Regions from separate parts of the Mus musculus genome. Here regions 2 and 3 are each linked to region 1. Evidence: chromatin contacts called from public Hi-C data. All regions are on one chromosome and are shown on one strand. The core of a region is the stretch at or near the end of the contact, and the rest is flanking DNA. Distances in the headings are between cores, read along the strand shown. Region 1 has its middle 250 kb from the start of Gm25015. Region 2 holds the start of 3110039M20Rik (RIKEN cDNA 3110039M20 gene). Region 3 overlaps Gm40419 (a long non-coding RNA gene).

Region 1 (3,606 bases), core at 514-3,013:
TATTTCCTTTGCCTCCTGCCACCGCTCAGTTGGATGGACACCAAGTATAGACAACTTCAGCCGAAAAGGAACATTTTAAGGGAGTTATGAGCCAGATTCAATTATAAATAGGGATCATCTGTGAAATAATGTTATTATCGTATACTTTGCACACAACTTTAACAATGAGAGTGTAAGCTCTCTATGCAAATGGACTTGGTTTGAAGGCCACTCTTGTCATAGTGCCTTTATTTTACTATCTGTAAAATGGAGAAAATAATCAGCTTGCATCCCAGAGCTACTGAAATCATCTAAAGAGATAATTTGCACACAGTGCTATGCGTCATGTCTTCCTTTGAATGCACATGAAGTCAGTCCTAATTATTGCCATAGTGACTTCAAATAATAGTTGCATTTAAAATGTGTTTCAACAGCAGAATAAAACCAGTGGTTACCACTAACTCTGCTGTATAAGAACTTTGCCCTTGCTGGGTGGTGGTGGTACACGCCTTTAATCCCAGCACTTGGGAGGCAGAGGCAGGCAAATTTCTGAGTCCGGGGCCAGCCTGGTCTACAAAGTGAGTTCCAGGACAGTCAGGGCTACACAGAGAAACCCTGTCTTGGGGGAAAAAAAGAAAAGAAAGAACTTTGCCCTCACCTGTTCACCCAAAGGGGAAAGCCACACATGAAAATGGAGATGATGGTTACTTTAGCAAGAATGCTCTGAGAAACGGGCAAAAATGAGATATTTGTTATTAAACTCCAGTTCCATGATGAGAAGATGCTATGAACAGAAGTTGATTCTAAAAGCACATTTTGATCACTTAAAAATGCTAATTATTGATGATTCTTCATGTTGTCACAAGGTAGGCCAATGCCCTGATGTAGAAATAGATTTTTTTTTTTACACAGAATCCATTGATTTAATCCATAAATCATTCCCTTTCTTCCCCTCCCCCCAAAATAGATTTAGAACTGACAGTGCTTTCTCTTCTAAAGTATAAAGGATAATTTCCTTCTGATCGTAGAGATGATGAAACAAAAATATAAAATACAGTGCTCTCCTAACAGGGATTGGGATTTCCATTGCACCTCCCCACATCCTCTCAAATTAAAGTTTGAAAAGCAGAGCTCAGAAATAAACTGACAAGCACCATGTTCCGTTCCTTCCATTTCCAGTAAGGAAGCACCAATTTGATTCCTACCATAACAATTTTTGCTGTTGCCAATGCATCATTTATAAAAAAAAAAAAAAAAAACCAACAACACAGCTTCTCAAGTGATAGAAATCATCCCATCACTTTGTTTCATAAAATTGACACCCAGGGGAAATGCAAACTGTAGTCAGAACTCCAGTAAAGCTGTTCTCCCAAGCCCTGTGAGGTATTCCAGAAGTCTCTCCCTCATAAGCTAATGTCAAGCCCCAACTGCTTGTTCTTTTCTCCTTCTCTCACAGGCTGCAATATCCCTCGGCTTTCCACAGCACAGGACTTGGTGTTTTCTGAAAGTGTTACTCCTCCATCGGATTTGACTGTGGGCTAATTTGAATGCAGTGACAAAGAAAAAAAAAAAGAAACTGTTGAAATTATTTCACACGGAGAGCAATAAACATATGGAATAAATTACTACTAAAGAGGACTCAGAGAGTTTCAGAAACACCTGGATTTGTTTCTGGGGGCTGTGGGTTGGTGACCCAGGGTGAGAAGGCTGGGGTGAGGCAAAAAAATGCAGGTAGCAGTAGGAAGCTTGGACTTCCAGCCAAGTGGCACCTCCTGCATTTGTGGGGAACAGCACAGAGACACTAATCTATTTAAGGCAAGGTTCTCAAACATGCTGAGGGCTAGGCAGACTAAGTCACAGGAGCTGCCTTGCTAGCAGTGGGAGTGTGTGTGTGTGTGTGTGTGTGTGTGTGTGTGTGTGACAGAGAGAGAGATAGAAAGAGAGAGACAGAAAGAGACAGAGAGACAGAGACAGAGAGAGAGAGAGAGAGAGAGAGAGAGAGAGAGAGAGAGAGAGAGAGAGAGAGGATGAAAGTGGCCTCTGGCCTTGTCAAAACAAAACAAAACAAAACAAGAAAGATACTCAATATCAACAGAGTAGGTCTGAATTTGCAGAAACTACATTCAACAGTGGCAGGGGATCTGGCTCAGATCTAACATTTGACCCACAAAGATCACCTCTATGACATCTGTACTCCCTACTCTTAAGAACACATCTGAGTCTTCATCAGATTGTCTATGAGAGTGTTGCAAGTCATACCCATCACTATGCAGGCTTGGAGCAGAGGCCATCTTTTCTGATGCATCTCAGCTGATATCTGCTGAGTCTCCCTCTGAGGGCCCTAGCCTAGGTACCACTTCATCCTATGTTACTCATTGTCAGCTGGACACTGCATAGAACGCCAAGGTCCTGGCTCATGATTGGTACTTATAAACTCTATTTTGTCTTACTTTAGTCAAGAAGGATTTGAAATACTTGCAAAAATAACAGCTAACTTTATTGAGCTGCAGCTTGTGCCAGGCACTGGTCCAACTGTGCTGTATGTCTTAAATTGTTTAATCCTTATGACAGTACTGGGATGTGTAAGCTTGTGGTTTAGGTACTAATGTTATCTCTATTTTGCAAGTGGAGGACATGGATATGGGGAGATGTCTGACTAGCTTGACTAAGGTTACCCAGCTCATGAAGGGCTAGGGTAACCTGAGACTGATCTCAACTAACTAGCTTCAAACAGCAGTCCAATCATAACTCTAAGTAAGTGCCTAACAGCAAAGAAACTAATATAAACATTGAGAAAACATTAGTCAAGGTTACAAAGTGGAGGTATGTAATGGGCTAATTAAAAATGCACGCTATAAGCATACAAAATTTGTTCTGTTTGGGGGATTTAATAAGATATAAACGTGATTTCTTAAGTAATTCAATTCTTAGACAAAAGCAAATGGCTTTACTCATGGATATGCCACATAGCAGAACTTGTTTCTCCTCTGGAGAAACAACATTTATTAAATGTTTACTAAATTAACCTAGAGGACAACATTTATTAAATCATCTCTCTAGTCCTCTGAATTGATAATCTCCCCAAATGGCAGGGATGAAGACAGGAAAGCAGATAGCAGACAGGACAAATGTCTTGTAAAAATGTACATGACACTCCAAAATGGTGTACACTGGCTTTATACATGTAAGTGGGCTGCACACATCCATCCATTCAACTTAGAACCAGGGAGTCCACTGTATACCAAGGGTCATGCCAGGACCAGAGACCCAGGGATGAGCAAACAAGGAAGAGGATTTGCCCGTAAGAGACATACTTAGGTTTTGAGTAACGAGACAAGCAGTGGACAAGGCTAAGTGGTGATAAGAGATATAGGTGAACACCAGGCAGATGGAGAGTGTGAAGACTAACCCAGGGTAAAGGAGCCTCTCTCTCAAAAAACAAGGTGAGAAATCGCCTCTTTGAGGAGGGGCAATGAAACAGAAAGGAATCCATCTGAGATCCTTGTCTGCTTTTCTCTAGTTATTACAAACTAAAACTCCAAATGAAATGTGGTCAACTGCTTATGTAATGTCAGGTCAGTAAGATTAAATATTTTCTCATGATTTATTTCTTTCCCATGAGAAGCT
Region 2 (3,606 bases), core at 725-3,224, 440 kb before region 1:
TGTGTTTCTTTTGCTTATACAGAACAAATTTTTGGTTTTAACTACAATATGCATATATATGAGATATATTAAGTGTATACATATGCATACATATGAAAATGAAAACTTTTCCAAATTGTCTCAAATAGCCCACTCACTATAATTCCAGAAAATAATTAGAAAACCTGAGTTAAAGGTTTAGTAATTAATTGGATCCTGTGGTGATTCTGTGGAAGGCAAGTTGTTCATTTGTTACATTTGTATAGTCTGAAATGTGTTCTGCAGTAATGCAATAAGCTGGCCACTTTTTACAATGGGTCCAGTGAAAAATAATCTGTCCCTAAGATGTTATCAGCAAACACTTAGAGAGTTGCTCAGGGGAAGAGGGGCAGTGAACCCAGTAGAGAAGCAGGTTGGCTAAAATTGATTTTAAATTTAGAATAGCTGATGTTGGGAAATGGGGATGGCTGGGTTGTGAATTGGAGAAAGGAAGAAGGGAGAAGGGGAGAAAGCGGGGAAGAGGGGAGAGAGATCTTATGAAATTTTAAAAAGCTGGAATCAAATTGAACAGAGAGAGATGGGCAAAATAGACTAGTTTGATTATCTCCATCTTAATGTGAGAATAGATTTTGCTTAGATATAAGTCTTTTTTTTTAATCTAACAGTTTTTTAAAAGTGAATCACACACACACACACACACAGACACACACACACAAGTAAGGGGGGAGGCAGGGAATGTGGGCTTAGGCAAAGAAATCTTCATTGCATAGCTGAGAGACAAACAGGGAAAGGCCTACATTTAGATTGGAGGAAAAATAGGATGACTATTGCTTGCTTCTGCTATGGGCTTTATTTATGGAATAAGTATGTACTACCACGGAGGAAACACAGTATTAACTATCAAAAGTTGAAAGGAAAGCTGAATTCACATAGTAAAACTAATAGATCTAGATATTTAAGAAACATTTCGTTGGTGAGTGTTTGCTCTCTGGACAGCATAAATGAACACTCCATACTTATTTATAATTTTATAAAATGTTTATTTAAAATATAGAGAAATATAATTTCAATGGCAATATTTTTTGTACTTTCAAGTCCATAATGAAGTTGACTTTTTGTATTTATGGAACTAGATATTGGAGTACAAGTGTGCTTTAGCCCATGTCTAATTTACTAATATAGACGATGTGATTGGAAGTTTGTTTATTAGGCTTCCTAGACATAAGCAAGAATGAGTGTATATATATATATATATATATATAATTTGGTAGAGGCCTTTTTGAAGCCCAGTCTATGAACATATTTTATTTCATTAATTTTTATATGATTGACCCTCCCTCAGGATATCCTCTTTTAAAAATGACAATTTGCTATAGTATTGATACATTTAATTTTGCTTCAGACCTGTTACAGTGTTTTACTGTGTATTGTCACCAACTTTTTGCTGATTGCAGTAAGTTCAGTGCAGACAAACACTTCTAAAACTCTTTGGAGATTATTTTTGCGTAGACTTATATTGCTTAAAATGAAGTAAAGACTGACCTTTTTGAAAATGATCACGATTTAAAAATTAAAACTCCAAATTGTAATATTACAGATTTAGTATTTCAATTGACATAATTGGAAGTTAATGAAACTGTTAGTACATAAACACAAGGAAATGATTTAAAATGCAACAGACAGGGAATTTCTTCCAAATATTTTTTTCTGTAATTGCAATACTGGAAATCAAGTTAGTCTAAAACTGTTCTGTACAAGTGTCCTGATGATAGTGAAGGTAGTCTTCCCGTGTCTTCTATGGCTGGAATCATAGCAAGAGCAGAAAGGAAAAAAAATCTGTCCTGAAGTGTATTGATTATAATATGTATTCAAGTTGGTACATATTTCACCCCAAAGAGATGGGCACATAAAATATATTAGAAGTCTATATAAAATTTTGATTTTTACAACATGTATTTTCTACTTTGTCATTGAGGATTTTGCATGCATTGAAATAATTTTAATTTTGATAAATTAATTTTGTGAGTAGCTAATATAGTTGGTTCTTTTTAAGGCTAAAAGCCTGTTGGAGAATTAGGTTAACAAACGGTGACGGTGAAGATCATTGCAGGTTTCAGTGCTGGCTGAGATGGGTTGCTGAGGTTGTGTAACTGTGTCTAGAGGGGCGGGGTTCCTGTACATTCCTACTTCAGCAGATAACCCTGTCCCCAGCCATACTCCAGCTTCTCCCAGACAGACGGAAATCTCCAGAGGAAAATCTGCACAGCCCTTCTAAGAAGCAGGGTAGGTAAACATTGAGTTTTAAAATTTCCCCTCATTATACTTCTACTCAAGGCCGGATCCTGAAGTTACAAAAAGAGTAGTGGTCATCTAAATTCTCTTTAGCAACAATATGACTGAGTTCTTCCTACTGTAAGAGTTAAAGGGTGTTAGCGATCTTCCAGATAGCTGGAAAATCCATTTTCGATTTTTCTTTTGCTTCCAATTTCCCTCTTTTCTCTCACCCCAATTGCCCTGCTTTACCATTCCTCCAGGAACTCCTCCCCTAAGCTCCAATAGTTAAAACCAAGCTATCTTTTAGTTTCCAGCTCCTAAATTGGCCCTTTCCCCCACTCAGTTCTTGAAGACTTTGTCCAGGAAATGTAGGCCCAGGGGCGCTGGGCTGCGGAATATATGACGTAGTGTTATGTTTTGTCTTCCTCCCTCCCTCCCGATTTGGTGCCCCCACCCCACCCCCCAATCCAAGGTTCTGCTCGATGTTATCGGAAGGCTGCTGAGGACTTGAGAACTGTGAACACTCTCACCAGGAGATCGGTAAGTGAAAGTCTCCCTGCCGCACGTGGTGGTGGGTGGTTAGCGTGTCCCACAGGCTACTGTGGATGTACCCTTAAATCTAGACTCTTGGAGGCTTAAGTGTTCTTTTTTCCCACTTGGAAATTGTTCCAAGCGAGTAGATTCTCACAGCCATAGGTGGATGAATGCGTGATTTGTCCACGTGGGCAGAAATCATGGTGGCTGCCTAGGTAAAGAGGATTTAGATATTTCAAAGAAGGAAAAAAAGAAGATAAATTTATATGGAGAAGGCAATGGGATACTCTAGTATGTACAGAAGTGTAAGGTATTTCGTTTAATGGAGAAATTTCTGAATTTCATGGCTGCTTCAGAGAACAAGGAAATTTAATGTTCAAACCTGGGATCGTTGGCATAAAGACTTTTTTTTAATATCATTAAGAACCAATCTCTCTCTCTCTCTCTCTCTCTCTCTCTCTCTCTCTCTCTCTCTCTCTCTCTCTCTCTCTCCCTCTCTCTCTCTCTCATGCTTTCTTTTCTACTTTCACACTGGCATTGCCAGCCTCACCCAGTGCGGGCCCTCTTTCCTCAGTTCCTTTGGCTGCGACAAGCTATGGTCTCTACAGGACTAAGCGGATCTGGTGCAGGTCGAGTTCAGAGCCACTTGAGAGAAGGAGACTTCTTGGTCTCACAGAGGAGGAAAAAAAAATCGAGGGAAATGAGCACCGTTCTGGGCTTGACTTTGTCCCTGTTGGGAATAGCTCAGTTCCCGGCTTTGGAAATCTCAGGAAAATAATTGATTTTTAATGCACACTTAGGAGCCAGCGTTGTATGCTC
Region 3 (3,606 bases), core at 392-2,891, 280 kb after region 1:
CTCCTCTATATTTTATGTTGCTAAGCCTGAAACGCACGCTCCTCACACACTTCTCAGTCCTCCCCTTTCTTTGACTATATCCTCCAAGATTATAAATCTTCAGCCTTTCTTTAATCATCTCTATAGACATGCTGTCAACACACACTGTTCTCAACATCATTTCCATAGTAGTGTAATTAAATGTCTCATTCTCTAATTCCCTAACGCCAAACCATGACTACTATTCAGTTATTGTACCTAGATTGGAAAACTTACTGTTGTGGTTTTAGTGAATTGTAATAAATGCGTTAGATCTAATAAATTCATTGTTTATAAATTATTATAATGTTAGTTGAATATTTTCTAGTCTTGCACAAATCTTAAATATAAAAATGACTAAATTATATATTTTTATTTTAAAATATCCATTAGTACTATTAGCCTCATTGTTATTTAAGCCTTGACTGCTTTTATCATTTCCTAAAAGTTTCATAGGGCACAAGAAGGAATAAGATCTTGGAAATCCATTGTAAGGCACTTATAACCACTTACGCATTGGTTACCGAAAGTGTTTCATAGAACAAATAATAAATAACGTTATTTGCTTCTGGCAGAGTGGGTTCATGATTCCATAATGTCTGGGGAATGAAGGACGTTCTTGTCCATATGATGGAGGCAGCAATACTACAATTGTCTGATGTCACCCTTAAATAATACATTCAAAACACACACACATACACACACACACACACACACACACACACACACACACACACATACACATACAAACATACACACACATTTTGGGTTTATACTAATTTTTTCTCTAGCGAGTTTTGATTGTGAAGAAAATCAAGCTAAGCTAGCTTTGAGCAAGATTTTTATGAGTGTTTGGTTCTGTATAGAGTTCACAAAAGGCCCAATCTTTGTGCCTACCACTTTATTTCATTACGGTGGCATTAATTACTAAGCAAGATGCCAAGTAATTGGCAAGGGAATGCTCCGTGCTTATTTATCTGGTACCTTTATCCTATGCTCCTGGCTTCTCTCCTTTACTGCACTTTTACAATAGATTACCAGGATAGGAACATAAAGAGCACAGAGTCTTTCCTTTGCACTTTTATAACTCAACTTACCTTGAATTCTTTGCCTAATTTCAAACCATACCAATCAGAAAGGATTTGCACTAAACTAACATGTTAGTCACCACCACATATACAAGGATCTAAAGTCTAAAACAAGAAAAGACTACAGACTTCTAAAAGCAAGTTATTTACCTCGCCAAACATTCCCAATTCATTCTTGTACCTATGGATTCATTACTTCTTGGAAGCTCTGTGGGAGCCTGCCATAAAGACCGAACACATCAAGCAAACATCCTGAAGTCTCAACACTAGGGGCATCTCAAAAAACATACCAGGATGTATTTTTCTCAATTTCTTTTTATTTGCCCCCAGCTATTATCAATTGCTACGGTTTTATCTCTATGTTGATCATGACAAAAGATATGTTTTTCATAAAATAACACATTTGGACATAATAACGAGAACCTTGGTTTCTATCTTCACGTTGCGGAATAGCACGACTCGTGCTGTATAGTCGCAGTTGGCTGTCCAAGGACCCTGATGCCAAATTGCTGAGGATATTCTTGTCGCTATGACAAATTGCTTGCTGGTGGGCTGTGCAGAGTGTTGTTCTGGCAGCATCGGAGTTGTCTACGTGTCTGTCACTTGGTTAGGCTGCTTCAATCTTAGGTGATTCCACCCCACTCCCCACCCCCTTTCCGGTTTCCTCAATACATTTTTTTTCAAACTTACCTTTGCTTCTCAGTGAATGGGGACTTTAACAGTCACTCGTAATGAGCCTATAGAAATGCCTTCCAAGCTCTCGGCACAGGTATCTGTAGGGTGAGAGAAGGATTTTTTTCACAGTACCATGCTTGTTTTCCATACAAACCTACAGGCTGCCATTACAGCCACCCACATTCCGGTTGGCAACACACTCATGCTCTGAGAGCTTTAATGAATCCAGACAAAATTGAACAGCACTTCTGACACGCCGGAAAACGGTGCATTTTAATGATATGTTGCAGGGTGATTTATTTCTTTAATCTGTAAAATATTAATGGGCAATATTTTTATTAACAGTTCGTTAAAAAAAGATTACCCTGCATTTTATCTGATTTTTTTGAAAACTAAAGATATTGCTTTGCAAACTTCTTATATGAAGTGTTCCTTACTAAGAGGACTTTAAAAAAATTACATAAAAAATGTAAATAAGTAGGCAATAGTCAGTAAACAAATTGGCCTGGAAACCACCTAAAGGCAATCCCAGTCATGTCTGTTGACTACCTAGGAAAGCATATAATTTAATGCTTCCAGATAATTTGAGGACAAAAATCTAACCAACTGACAGTTTTAGATAAATAATAAACAGTACTCCTATTTCATTACCGAGTTTTTAATTAAGTACAAATGTAAAGAGCTCTTAAGAACCATAAGGGATTGAGTATTTTTAAATTGTTTTCAAAAACTAAAAAGGACATGGCAAAAACGTTTTTGGTTTTTTTTTGGTTTTTTTTTTTTTAAAGCAGATATTTTTCTTAGTCCACAGAATGATAGTGAGGCTTCTCTCTGAGACATATTCTATAGTGTTGGTTTGTTATTTAAGAGTCTAGCATGTGTAAAAAAAAAACAGCTAATGGAGCTTTTCACAAAAGATAATATACATTGGAATAAAAGGAAATGAACAGGCTTTTAATCTTATGTGGAAAAATGTTTGTTTTTACTGCTTTTGAATATAAATGTACTCATTGCTCTTCTTGTTCAAACTGTAGCCCTGAATTAAGTGGACTTTAAAGCTCTTCTAAATACATTAAAGATATGAGATTTGTTTTCAAAGAACTATATTTATATTTCCGAATGTGGGGAGGCGGGAGGTGCTGGGATGTGGAGAGAATAAAAGCTATTTTAACAGCTCAACTCTCAGGGATAGAGGTGAAAATTTCAGGACAAGGTGAAGCTTGAATTATTTTTTTTTCATGCCTATTGATAGAATTTGTCAACTCTCTGGACTGCATGGGTATTTCCAAAGTGAAATGTATCAAATTATCTTTCCCTGATGTGTTTGTATTTAGCTATACTCTCTGAAGCTCTAGCAGCACACATTTCTGACACTTAGTAGCATCCAGTGTGAGGCTATTGATCCTAAAATTGCTAGGATTTTCTTAGAAGGCTGGTTGTTGGTTCTGGGCTGTTGTCACTGAAGTGGTTAAAGCTTTGTTTGTTTGTTTTGTCCTGAATGGCTCTTAATGGATTAAGCTTTAGGCTTTCACCAAAGCAGTAACTGATTGTTAAAGTAGCAAGGAGTAAACTAACCACAGGGTGTGGTGTGTGTGTGTGTGTGTGTGTGTGTGTGTGTGTGTGTGTGTGTGTGTGTTGCCAAGGTAAAATCAATTACTAACGCTTATGCTCTGAAACCAAGCTAGTACAATATGTGTTAAATAAGATATGTCTTATTACACATCTTTAACAAGTCTCTCTCTCTAACTGGCAAGAAATTATGCTAACCTGAAATCTCAACAAATTAACTCTACTTACTCAAGACTAATTGAATTGAGTTGACTAT

What was found. A called contact is a pair of places that touch in the nucleus more often than the background predicts.
Region 2: a contact with region 1 is called in a Hi-C map of cerebral cortex, with 3 times the contacts expected there. The contact joins the promoter of 3110039M20Rik here to the enhancer-like site in region 1. A contact is called at or near these places in 3 of 39 promoter capture datasets (the 3T3-L1 cell line, hippocampal neurons and stem cell-derived epiblast-like cells), 9 of 484 Hi-C or Micro-C datasets (cerebral cortex, cortical glia, cortical neurons and 5 more), 7 of 115 datasets of contacts at active chromatin or transcription factors (astrocytes, craniofacial prominence, embryonic forebrain and 3 more) and 2 of 9 other capture datasets (embryonic stem cells and pancreatic islet).
Region 3: a contact with region 1 is called in a Hi-C map of cerebral cortex, with 2.2 times the contacts expected there. The contact joins two enhancer-like sites. A contact is called at or near these places in 1 of 39 promoter capture datasets (hippocampal neurons), 3 of 484 Hi-C or Micro-C datasets (cerebral cortex and neural progenitor cells) and 3 of 115 datasets of contacts at active chromatin or transcription factors (astrocytes and embryonic forebrain).

The regions. Positions count from the first base shown.
Region 1 is chr12:49,830,883-49,834,488 of GRCm38.p6, forward strand. No RefSeq gene overlaps it. Among named protein-coding and RNA genes, the nearest start is that of Gm25015, 250 kb to the left of the region's middle. Within about 2 kb of position 1,764, at least 6 of the 459 cell types and tissues checked have an H3K27ac peak or open chromatin away from gene starts, as enhancers often do. A contact at or near this core is called in cerebral cortex, where this site is marked.
Region 2 is chr12:49,387,678-49,391,283 of GRCm38.p6, forward strand. 3110039M20Rik (RIKEN cDNA 3110039M20 gene) reads left to right here and starts at 1,975. Exons shown (of 3, transcript NR_026733.1): 1 at 1,975-2,262; 2 at 2,726-2,793.
Region 3 is chr12:50,110,485-50,114,090 of GRCm38.p6, forward strand. It overlaps Gm40419 (a long non-coding RNA gene), which reads right to left. Exons shown (of 3, transcript XR_872736.2): 2 at 1,797-1,879. Among named protein-coding and RNA genes, the nearest start is that of Gm40418, 8.0 kb to the right of the region's middle. Within about 2 kb of position 1,642, at least 27 of the 459 cell types and tissues checked have an H3K27ac peak or open chromatin away from gene starts, as enhancers often do. A contact at or near this core is called in cerebral cortex, where this site is marked.